Regions from separate parts of the Sus scrofa genome. Here region 2 is linked to region 1. Evidence: chromatin contacts called from public HiChIP or PLAC-seq data. All regions are on one chromosome and are shown on one strand. Each heading gives the region's core, a stretch centred on a gene start, on an enhancer-like site or on the middle of the called end of the contact. The rest is flanking DNA. Distances are from core to core; before and after follow the strand shown.

Region 1 (5,413 bases), core at 2,371-4,870:
TAGGTGAGAAACTATGAAGGGAAGTCAGTAGGAGATATTTTTGTAAAGATTTGCCTTTGTTAAGAAATCTTAAGGCATTTAAGTTGTAAACTAAACTATTGCTAAAGAAAACTGAAATAATGTTCTTTTCTGGGGCTCTGGTTCTGTGAGAATGTTGAATAAAATTAAGACTCTGAGGATATTAAACAGAGGCTCTAAGAACCAGAAAAAAGAAAGATTGTCAGCCTTGCAAGTTCCAGGCTCAGTTCTATAAGCACTATCCTATCAACACACAACTAAATCCATAAGAGAGCAGGCAGGTATGAATTAAATTTTATTTTTTGAATATTTATTTTTTGAATATTCACATGTTCAAAATTCAAAATGGTGTACAATAAAAAGTCTCTTTCCTACCTCTCATACCACAGCCCCGTTCCTAAAGTCACTAGAGATATTTTATGCACATAAAAGTAAATATATATATATGTATATGTGTGTGTGTATTTATATATTCCTCTTCTACACCTCTGTAACACACATGTTAGCTTACCGCACACTGTCATACCCCTGGATGCCCGTATATGGTGCATATTTATGAATGTTTATATGGGCTACACAGGAACTGTAACAGTAAAGTATTCTGCTTTAAAGATTTCTGAGTTTTAATTTTATTTGTTCCTTTCTCTCAAATTAACCTTGATTCTAGATTCACTACCAGAAACATAAAGGAAAAGGGATGAAAAAATAGCCCTAAAAATTTAGAGCTGGGAGGGCAGGGATGTAGGACGAGCAGGGTTCTCTGGACAACTGGAGAGCTCCTGTTCCTCAGTGGGGTTGTCTCAGTGCTGCAGTAGATCCAAAAATAGGCCGTCTTAGATGGCAGGTGACAGGCTAGGCTGTGGACAGTTGGCTTTGTGGCAAGTAGAATTTTTTTTTTTTTTTTTAGCAGAAAGAATCATGTGGTACGTTGCCCTAGCAGAGCCTTCGGGACCTGGATGTAAAGCTTCTTTTAGTTCGTACAGAGGAAACTCTGAGAATTGTCAGTACATAGTAAATAGAAGGTTGAATGAAGGCTTTGTAAATGGTAAAATGCCATACAGGTTATGCTATATCAGACTGGACTTGAGCCGTTACCTGCAGCTGATGAGCTCCAAAAAGAGCGAAACCTATTAGGTCCTGCAGTACTGGCTTAAGGTAGTGTAAAACTTTGATTGTGTTCCAGTTGTATGTTGTTTTGTTTTGTCATATTTTGTACTGGGGAGGAGAATAACTCCTGTTTAGTCTCCTTGAGCTACTGTATTTCCTCTCCAGTCCATTTTTCTCAGAAGTTGCCTGAATGAGATAATTCCAGAGGGGAAATCTGATCAAGTCTGATTAGATTGTGACCTAGTCTAATCCAGATGGCCAGATTTTTCTCCCTAGGCCATCTTATCTGTTCCCATAACTTGAATTGCCCCAATATGATAACTCCAGAATCTTTGCTAACCTCTTTTTCTGAGCTCCTGAGTCACTACTGGGTATGTGTGTGGTTTTGTTTTTTTGTTTTTTGTTTTTTTTTTTTAAGGGCGTTCCCAAGCTAAGGGTCAAATTGGAGCTGCAGCTGCTGGCCTCCGCCATAGCAACGCGGGATCCAAGCTGCGTCTTTGACCTACACCACAGCTCTTGACAACACCAGATCCCCAACCCACTGAGCAGGGCCAGGGATCAAACCCACATCTTCATAGATACTAGTTGCGTTCATTACCACTGAGCCATGACGGGAACTCCTGGTTATGTGTGTTTGTGATGTTCAACTAACATTTCAAATCAGCCAGACACCTGTTACCTTCCCTAACTTTCCTTCCCGCCACCTTTCTGCTACACAACACCACACATATACACATCCCTAGACAAAAACTCATCATTTTCCTTATATTTCTTGCTTGATTGTTCCAGTGCAATCCTCCCAGACACAAACTAAAAGCCTAAGAAGTATCGTCTACTCATTTCCTCTTTGTCACCACCGCTTACAGAAAAACTGGCTGTCAAACCCTAAAGATTTGCCCCTGAAATTGTTTTAAATTTGTCTCCTTTCCATATCCTCAATTACTGCCTATCTCAGGCCTTTATATAACTTGGAAATTACTATAATAGCTGCCCAACTAGCTTTCCTATCCCTAATTTCTCCTCTAATTTACTGTTTCCACTTCTCCTAGGGTGACCTCTTTAAAGACCCAACGTGGTCTTATCACTCCTTGTCTTGATACTCTGTAATGACTCACCTGTAAGATACAGTTCATGTTCCTCAGCCTGGTATAGCTAATCTTTTCTTGATCTAGCCCCTGACCTGACTCTTCCCTCCTTAACACTTCAGCAGCTCACGGCTTATAACGTCCCAGGTTATAGTTGTACCACCTCTTGTCCTGCTGGAATTCCCTTTCCCTGAATCCATCTTAGCATCCCTGCCCAGTAATAGGCTGGCGCCAGCTCCTACCAGCTAGGGAGAGCTGGTTGTTAAATGTTCAGGAATTTTGCAAGCCTGTTTTTAACTTGGAAGCAGCTGTGATGGGGATATTTATACCATAAAATATCAGCAAATATTATAAGTCAAATCTCCTCTTTACTCTCACCCCTGTGAAATGTCTCCCCACCCCAGCATACTACAGCCCCTATCCAAACCTGGCTTATATGGTTCCTCTTTAAAATCTTTCCAGCCCAGTCCTCTTCCTTCCACACACAAAAAAATTATTTGCTACTTATAAACACTTTTCATGCTTTATTATAGCATTTGTCACCATACAGGGTAACTCTTTGTTTACATGTCACTTTTTAATACTAAACTCATGAGTTCTTGGGAGCAGAGCCCATGTCTCAGTTGCCTTTGCATCTGTCATTCATTCATTCCTTCAACATTCATTGAATTGATATGCTTAATGTGTATTAGGCACTGTTCTCAGAGTACAGAGATGGGAGGATTTAGCCACTCTCTGTGAGAAGTTCATAGCCTAGTCCTTGGAAATAGAGAAATGCAGATAGTCCATCACACAACAGTGAGGCAAGTACATTGCTAGATGTCTGTACAGGACAAGTTGAAGCCTGGAAGAAAAAACCCTGCCCAAGGTATTGGGGAAGTCTTCACAGAGCAGGTAAGACTTAAAGGATGAACAAAAATTTGTTGCCTGTAGATAGGTGCTACAGTTACTTTTATAGATAGTTTTTTTGTTTTTTTTCTTTTTGGGGTCGCACTATCGGCATATGGAAGTTCCCAGGCTAAGGGTTAAATTGGAGCTATAGCTGTTGGCCTGCACCACAGTCACAGCAATGCTGTATCTGAGCCACACCTTCGACCTACACCACAGCTCACAGCAGTGCTGATCCTTTAAGCCACTGAGCGGGGCCAGGGACTGAACCCGTGTCCTCGTGGGTACTTGTCTGGTTTGTTTCTGCTGAGCCACAACGGGAACTCCATGGATAGAATTTTTTCTAACAGAAGAATTTTCCACTCTGGATGGTACACAAGGTTCTTTGTTTCAGAGTAAATAGCAGTTTTATGTGAAAACCTTGTGTAAATGTCCATGAATTAGGCATTCTTTGAACGAGGAGAGAAAGCGCTGAATACCGTATCTGTATCCCAGTAATGTGTAGCAAACCATCCCAAAACTCCATAGCCTAAACAAACAGTAACAATTTGTGATTTCTCACAGATTTAGACAGTTCTGATCTAGGCAGGCTTAGCTGCTTCTGGCTGGGCTCACTTAATGCAGCTGTGGTCAGCTGGCAGGTCACGCAGGGCATGGCTGGTTTAGGATGTCCTTGCCTAAATCAGCTCAGCTCTCCAGCTCTCCTCCATGTGTTTCTTCCAGCCCCTCTAGTAGCCTAGCTCAGGCAGATTCCCATGGTGGTGACGGGGCCCCAGAGAGGGGGTGGAATCATGCAAGTATATACACAGGCCTCTACTTATTTCACACTTTCTGTCCACTTGACTAAAGTAAATCACACGACTAAGTCCAGAGTTAGTGTGAGAGAAATAGATAAGAGAATGTGAAAAACTGGGGCCATTGCCACCATCAGTTTTCCACAAACACATATTCTTTGTAAGCTCTGTTCTAGACCTTGTGTTATGCTGCAGATGTTAATTTGCCAAAAAATTTGCTTCCAGCTGGGTTTGGTGCTCTGTGGTGATAATAGCAAACTTCTCCGAGCAGTCTAGACCTATTAATCTTATTTCAATTTGGTATGCTCATTTTTATCCAGCTATTGAAATGATATTTCTTTTTTGGGAGGCTGAAGAAACTGAAGAATCTTTTGTTTAGTGATATGCATGTCACATTAAACTCCTTTACATATTCTAGTCCTTAGACTTTTCTTTTTTCACTAAAAAGCCGTAGTGTCCAAAACAAGGAGAAAACATCTTGTCAAGCTTTAAAAACATATTTTTATTTTTTATAAAGAGTTTTTTTAATTGTTATTTCCCCACAAAAACGTATTTTTAAAAGGTTAATTATTTGGTCTCTCCGACTTAGCATTTGATAATCTAGGTTTTTCATGCAAAACTTCAAACTGGGAGAAATCTCAGTCCATCTGTGAAAAGCTAACACATTTTATTTATTGAAGCCTTAAGAACAAAGCAACCCCATTACTTTTAAGCAGTAGCCTTGGGAATAGGAAACATCAAATAGCAGTTCATAAAATATGCTCTTTTGGGTCTTTGTTCAGAAGTGACTAAAGCATCCAAGGTTCAAACCTGGTTTTGTTTGTTTTTTTTATAAGATTCATATGCTCCATATTTGTTTCATTTTCATCATTGATGAGAATGGAAAAGAAGCTCGAGGGGCCAGTAGTTGTAGAAGGGCAATGGACAGTGAAAGGATAGAGACAAATGGAGAAATGTTAGAAGGGGTCACAAGTGAAAAAGTGGGTGGCTGGGCAAGAAAGTAAATCTGCAGAGCCAACTTCTGAACAAGAGGTTGGAAAGAGTCTACCTCCCAGATGGACCCAAAGGCTTTTCCCCCAAGAAGGAAGGTCACTGTGGCCTGAAGGATCACATAAGGTTCCCTTGACATTTACTCTGTATGTTAGTTTTTCTGCCAGGTTTTTCCACAGGTTAACTGCTCCCAATACTAGGTGAAGAGAACTGCTTATTGGTAGGGAACTGGTTAAGGAAAGCAGCTGCCTGAAGAAAGAATTCATGATCATATATTTTAAGGGGAGTAATAATAACATAAAGAAAATGATTTTTTTCATATTTTAAGATGCTGATTTTAAAAATAGACTTAGGAGTTCCCGTCATGGCTTAGTGGTTAACGAATCCAACTAGGAACCATGAGGATGCGTGTTTGCTCCCTGGCCTCGCTCAGTGGGTTAAGGATCCGGCGTTGCCATGAGCTGTGGTGTAGGTCGAAGATGCAGCTCGGATCTGGCGTTGCTGTGGCTCTGGTGTAGGCTGGCAGCAACA
Region 2 (6,140 bases), core at 1,386-3,885, 240 kb after region 1:
TCATGGAGCATTTGGTGGATGGGTGAATAAATGCATGAATGAAATACTCAAGGCGGCTGTTTAGATTCCCTCAGTGGACTGTAACAGGGTGACAAGGATGTGGAGTGGGGGCCAGGTGAGCCATCCAGGAAGAGGTCTGTCTGGTAAACAGGTTTCTAAATCCGAGGCAAAGAGGGCAGAAGCCAGGTCCTGCCTTTGTGGGTCTGCCTTTGTTCAGCCCCAGAGCTCTGCGTGGGAGATAGTGTGGCTTTTATTTCCCCTGTGTTGGGTCAAAAAGCCTTTCTGATGAATGTTTGCAGGACACAGATAGTAAACATAAGCCAGTCTGGCCTTGAGAGGGAGAGGTTTGGATCCTTTCTCCAGTTTTGTAGTGCCTGTGATGGGAGGAGCGTTATCATTAAATCTTTGCCAAATGACATTTTGGAACCCCCTCATTTTGGGGAGCACCAAGCCTCAGCCCTTGAAGAACAGAGAGGCAAGAGCAAGGGAGCAAGCGTGCTGCTGCCCGAGGTGGACTGGTAGCCTTGAAAATTCTCCTATCGCAGGCCGAGCTGGCTGCTCTTTGTTTGGATAAATGCTTTCTAGAGGCCAGAGGGAAGCAGGGACGGTCATCACTCTTCTTTGGGGAAAAAACAGATCAATGAGTGGGAGGCCCCCCCCCGCCCCCCGGCCTGGTGGGGAAAGCATTATCTTGGATCGGGTTTGGAGTCTGACCCACTACCTGTCTGGTAGGGTGGCAGGGGTCATTGGGGGGGGGGTTAAACACAATTGCCGCCCTTTGCCAAGTCAATCTTTTTTTTTTTTTTAATCTTTATTTGCCTTTTCTAGGGCCACAGCTGTGGCATATGGAGGTTCCCAGGCTAGGGATCTAATCAGAGCTGTAGCCACCGACCTATGCCAGAGCCACAGCAATGCAGGATCCAAGCTGCATCTGCAACCCACACCACAGCTCACGGCAACGCCGGATCCTTAACCCACTGATCAAGGCCAGGGACCGAGCCGCAACTTCATGGTTCCTAGTCGGACTGGAGCCAAGTCAATCTTAATTGCAAAATGTTAACCCTAGCTCTGCAGGCGCAGCAGCCAGAAGAGGTCAAAAGAGGGGAGAGAGAAAGAGGGAGAGTGGGAGGTGAGAATAAAGTAGGGAGCCAGCCTGCGAGACCTGGGCCAGCACTACCAGGCAAAGAGCCCGCAGCAGGTGCAAGCCTTTGACTCGGGGCCCCCGAGACAGAACACAGAGGATCTGTTTTTCTTTAGCAAAGACAAAAATCACACCCCAATTGTCATTAACCTCTAACTGCAATTTACATTTTCTTTCAGTTAAGCATGTAGGCCACAAACCACATGCTTTGGAGAACCTGTGACGTTGTCACAACTAGAAACACAGATGCCAACACCTAACACTCTGGTCATCCCAGAGACCCTGAACTATCACCTCAAAATCATAGCTGTAATTAGACCTCGAGTTAGATCCAGTCATTTAATACATTAGTAAAGGAGCATTTTTTTTCCATATCACAACCTTGTTTACATTTTTTTTAATTATTTCCCCAATACAATTTTTTTTCTACTGTGCAGTAAGGTGACCCAGTTACACATACATGTACACATTCTATTTTCGCACATTTTCATGCTCCATCATAAGTGACTACACACAGTTCCCAGTGCCACGCAGCAGGATCTCATTGCTAATCCATTCCAAAGGCAATAGTTTGCATCCATAACATTTTAATAACTCTATTTCAATACGCTTGGTTCCCTCTACAGTCCCTCATGCTTATTTTTCACGTTAGAACGAGCATTGTGAGACGCGGTCCATGGGCTTCCCTGAATCTCACAATGCTAGTTCTAATGTGTAAAATCACACATTTTATTTATGCGTTAAATAAATAACACCAGGGGGTGACTCAGCGCACACAGAAAGATTAAGAAAAGCACAGAAGAGCAGCTGGCAAAGAGGAGGCTCTGAAAACACAAAATAGGCTGAGTTCCGTTTCCACATCCTTTTCAGAAGACACAAAGCCCTTTGTTGCTCATGTCTTTTGCCCTCGCAAGTTGATCCAGGGCCAGCTGAGAACAGGATGGAGATGCTGGGAGAAGAACGGGTGGAGGGCCCCAGAGAGGTACAGATAGGGAGCGTCAGAGCCGACACTCCCCATTGCTGTACCCCGAAACACCATAAGACAGGATCTAAGCTCGTGAGTTAGAGCTGAACCAGGAGAAGCTCAGAGCCCCCAGCCCTTGTGCTTCCCTCACAGCACAGCAGCAGCTGGCGCCCTTGGAGACTCAGCAGCTGTCTGCCTAAAGCTCCCAGATGGCTCCTAACACCTGCCCGGCCTATTGAAAGCCTCCCAGACCGCAAACATCTTTTCCTCAAGAAGATTGAGAGGAACTTTAAGGTCTTTGTTTGCTGAGACTGTGGCTGTTTGATCTCTGACTGTATAAGCCAAAGCTCAGGACCAAACACCCACTTGAACTTTGCAGTTTCCCCGTTTCATTAAGAAGGTTATTGTAGAGTTTGGCCATGCGTCAAGGACACGCTGACTCTGGGGCCGCCCCATATCCCAAGTCGTCCTGGGGGATGGAAGGGTGTGGCCACGAGCCAACAGGGAGAGGCGCGAACCAGAGCGGGGAGGCTCTGCTGGCAGCTGACGGCCCCTGAACTGGTGTGGACGGCTCTGGGGAGGCCAAGCTCTGGGCTGCAGGGCATCCGATTTACTGCACCAGGGATATTTCCCTGGCGGCCCCAGCTAATGTGTCCATTAAAGAGGAGTCGGGGTGTAGGAAGATCGCTGCCGTGTAACAGAGCTCCAGTTTCTCATCGGGTGAAGCTGCGGTTTACCCAGGCAGATTCAGTACAGAGGACTCTTAAATTCCCCTCGGAATCCAGTGTTAGGAAAAAAAAAAAAACAACAAAAAAACAAGCAAACCCCCAAACCTGTCAAACCTATTCACTTGCCAAAGAGCAAATACATGGGTTGTGGGTTTGGGGAGAGGGAAGGAAGGAAAAAGTCCCCTTGCTCCCACCTCCCACATGAAGCCACTCATGGGAAGAACATGGTACCAGCCACTAGGAAATCTTGGTCCTGGCCCTGGCCCTACCTCTCACCCCCTGCTTGTCCTCAGGGAACTCCCTTGTCCTGGTGTGCCTAGGTTTTCCTGTCTAAAAGTTAACCTCAGTTGAAGATGGGTGGACTAAGAAGAGGGAGGAGGGGCGAGGGGGTAGGGGGTAGGGTCTAGGGAGCCAAGTTCACATGGGGGAGGGGGGAACCGAGGGAGCAGTGAGGTCTGGGCAGGGGGCAGCGTCCCCCCCAGAGACAGACAGGACTCTCAAGGTGCTAATTCCCCACTAGTCCCGGTCCTGAACACAGACCTGTCCCAAGTGCTGGCTGGAAGCCCTCCTTGCTGTGGGCAGCCAGAGAAAAGATGAGTTCTCTGTGGCTGGCAGGTCTGCTGCAGCAGAGATGGGACTGGCCAGCTGCCGCCCTCCCCACCTGGTCAGAGTTCTGCCTTTAAATGAGAGAAAAGAATTCCAGGAGTTCCTGTCGTGGCGCAGTGGTTAACGAATCCGACTAGGAACCATGAGGTTGCGGGTTCGGTCTCTGCCCTTGCTCAGTGGGTTAACATCTGGCGTTGCCGTGAGCTGTGGTGTAGGTTGCAGACTCGGCTCGGATCCCGCATTGCTGTGGCTCTGGCGTAGGCCGGTGGCTACAGCTCCGATTCGACCTCTGGCCTGGGAACCTCCATATGCCGCAGGAGCGGCCCAAGAAATAGCTAAAAAGACAAAAAAAAAAAAAAAAAAAAAAAAAAGAATTCCAGTCATGGCTCAGCAGAAATGAATCTGACTAGGAACCATGAGGTGGCGGGTTCGATCCCTGGCCTTGCTCAGTGGGTTAAAGATCTGGCATTGCTGTGACCTGCGGTGTAGGTCGTAGACGCGGCTCAGATCCCACATTGCTGTGGCTGTGGCGTAGGCCAGTGGCTGCAGTTCTGATTAGACCCCTAGCCTGGAACCTCCGTATGCTGCAGGTATAGACCTCAAAAAAAAAAAAAAAAAAAATCAGAGTTTCTTTCCACTCCTTTCGGCTTCTAATTCCACTCCCCTCTGCAGGGTCACTGCTGTGGTTCTGGTTTCTATCCTTCTAGACATTCAAATGCAGGGAGTTCACTCTCAAGCTTGCCATCCAGCACTGTCAGTGGGAAGGCAGCTCCTGCCTGGGCAGCCTCACCAGCCTCTCCTGGCCATCCTCTCCACGTCTCAGCCAGACCCTAGACCCTGTCCTCTCTGTCCCCAAAGTCTAGGGCACATGGGAGCCCTCCCTTCATTCCCAAAATGTTCCTCTCACATAGCTTTAGGTGGGGCAGAAGCATTTCTTCCTCTGGGGAGGGGTGGGGGTGTGTGGGAAGCCTCAGCACCCCAATACCTTTCCAGCCCTCTGCCCTTGTGGCCTCCTGCCAGGCTGGTTTCAGGATACCTTAGCATGTCCTGCATGTGTGGTTTGGCTCCTTTCTTGGGATGCAGGGGAATCAAGCCTCTACCTTGTACTCTCAGCCTTTGGGGTCACAGCTGAAATGGAGACAGAAAGAATCTTGCATTAATGTCCCATCACATTTATTAACCCGCTTTCACTGATGGACATTGAATTGTTTCCAGCATATCTGTGTGTATGTGTATGTAGGCTCATGAGCTTCCTCAGGCAGGCTTTTTTTTTTTTTTTTTTTTTTTTTTGTCTTTTTTAGGGCTGCACCAGCAGTATATGGAGCTTCCCAGGTCCCCAGCTCAAATCAGAGCTGTAGCCACTGGCCTACACCACAGCCACAGCAATGTGGGATCCGAGCTTTGTCTGTGACCTACACCACAGCTCATGGCAACACCAGATCCTTAACCCACTGAGCAAGACCAGGGATTGAACCTGTGTCCTCATGTATACCAGTCAGATTCTTTTCTGCTGAGCCACCACGGGAACTCCTCAGGCAGCCTTTTAATTTAGCTACTGATTCTTCTAAACAACTGTCATTTTGGCCTCCCCAGACCATCTCACCAGTCCTGGAATAGGTCCCCCTGCCCTGCTTCTCAAACTGGGAGAAGCTCAGCCCTGGACATACCCAGTGTACATACCATGGGGCTACATGGAACATTCTCATTGACAGGAAAGTTTTGGTGCAAAAGGTGATGCAACTTAATTATTCAGCATTCAATACAAGAGAGATAAGTTGAGAGACATAAAGAACATTTGTCCTTGGCAGTGAGCTGCTTAGGACTCTGGTTCCAAATCTCCAGGAGATCCATGTGTATTCTCCTGTGCCCCTAGAGATGTTCTCCTAGTCATTCTCCTGAACCCCTAGGGACATCTTGACAGGGACTGCCTCCAAGGTGGCCCCCACTGATCCACGCCTCCCAGTATCCACACCTGTCAGTAGTCCCTTCCCACATCATGGCTGGGCTGTTGTGTGACCAGTAGAATACAGCAAAAGAAATGGCATATCACTTCCACGATTAGGTTATAAGGCTACTAGGCCGTGAAAGACTTGAGCTCTCTTTCTTGGATCATTTGCTTTGGGGGAAGCAAGCTCCCATGATCAGCAGCCCTTTGGAGAGGCCCTAAGTGGGGAAGGGAGGGCTGCCAACAAGCATGTAAATGAGTTTGGATACAGACCCTTCAGCTCCCAGTGAGTCTCCGGAGACTGCAATCAGCTGACAGCTCGATCCCATCTTATGAGAGACCTTGAGCCAGAGCCAGCTAAGCCATTCCTGGATTCCTGACGCTCAGAAACTGTGTGATATAATACATGCTTATTATTTTAAGCTGCTAAATGTTAAAATGATTTGTTATGCAGTAAAAACAAAAAAACAAAAAAAAAACCACACCCTGCCTTGTAACCTTGTAACACAGTTTATTTCATAAAACAAACACCTTGACTAGAGGTTGTCTCTCTCTGTTTTTTTTTTTCTTTTTAGGGCCGCACCCACAGCACATGGAGTTTCCCAGGCTAGGGATCCAATCGGAGCTACAGCTGCTGGCCTATGCCACAGCCACAGCAACACAGGATCCAAGCTGTATCTGTGACCTACACCACAGTTCATGGCAACGCCCGGGATCCTTGACCCACTGAGCAAGGCTGGGGATTGAATCTGAAAC

What was found. HiChIP or PLAC-seq counts read pairs in DNA pulled down with a chosen protein or histone mark.
Region 2: an H3K27ac HiChIP or PLAC-seq map of skeletal muscle shows a contact between it and region 1, with 3 times the contacts expected there. The contact joins two enhancer-like sites. A contact is called at or near these places in 3 of 47 Hi-C or Micro-C datasets (heart right ventricle, mesenteric adipose tissue and retroperitoneal adipose tissue) and 1 of 2 datasets of contacts at active chromatin or transcription factors (skeletal muscle).

Annotation. Positions count from the first base shown.
Region 1 is chr1:236,849,526-236,854,938 of Sscrofa11.1, forward strand. The region is part of intron 6 of RECK (reversion-inducing cysteine-rich protein with Kazal motifs); the gene reads left to right. Among named protein-coding and RNA genes, the nearest start is that of RECK, 31 kb to the left of the region's middle. Within about 2 kb of position 3,621, at least 14 of the 83 cell types and tissues checked have an H3K27ac peak or open chromatin away from gene starts, as enhancers often do. A contact at or near this core is called in skeletal muscle, where this site is marked.
Region 2 is chr1:237,092,231-237,098,370 of Sscrofa11.1, forward strand. No RefSeq gene overlaps it. Among named protein-coding and RNA genes, the nearest start is that of GNE, 66 kb to the left of the region's middle. Within about 2 kb of position 2,636, at least 21 of the 83 cell types and tissues checked have an H3K27ac peak or open chromatin away from gene starts, as enhancers often do. A contact at or near this core is called in skeletal muscle, where this site is marked.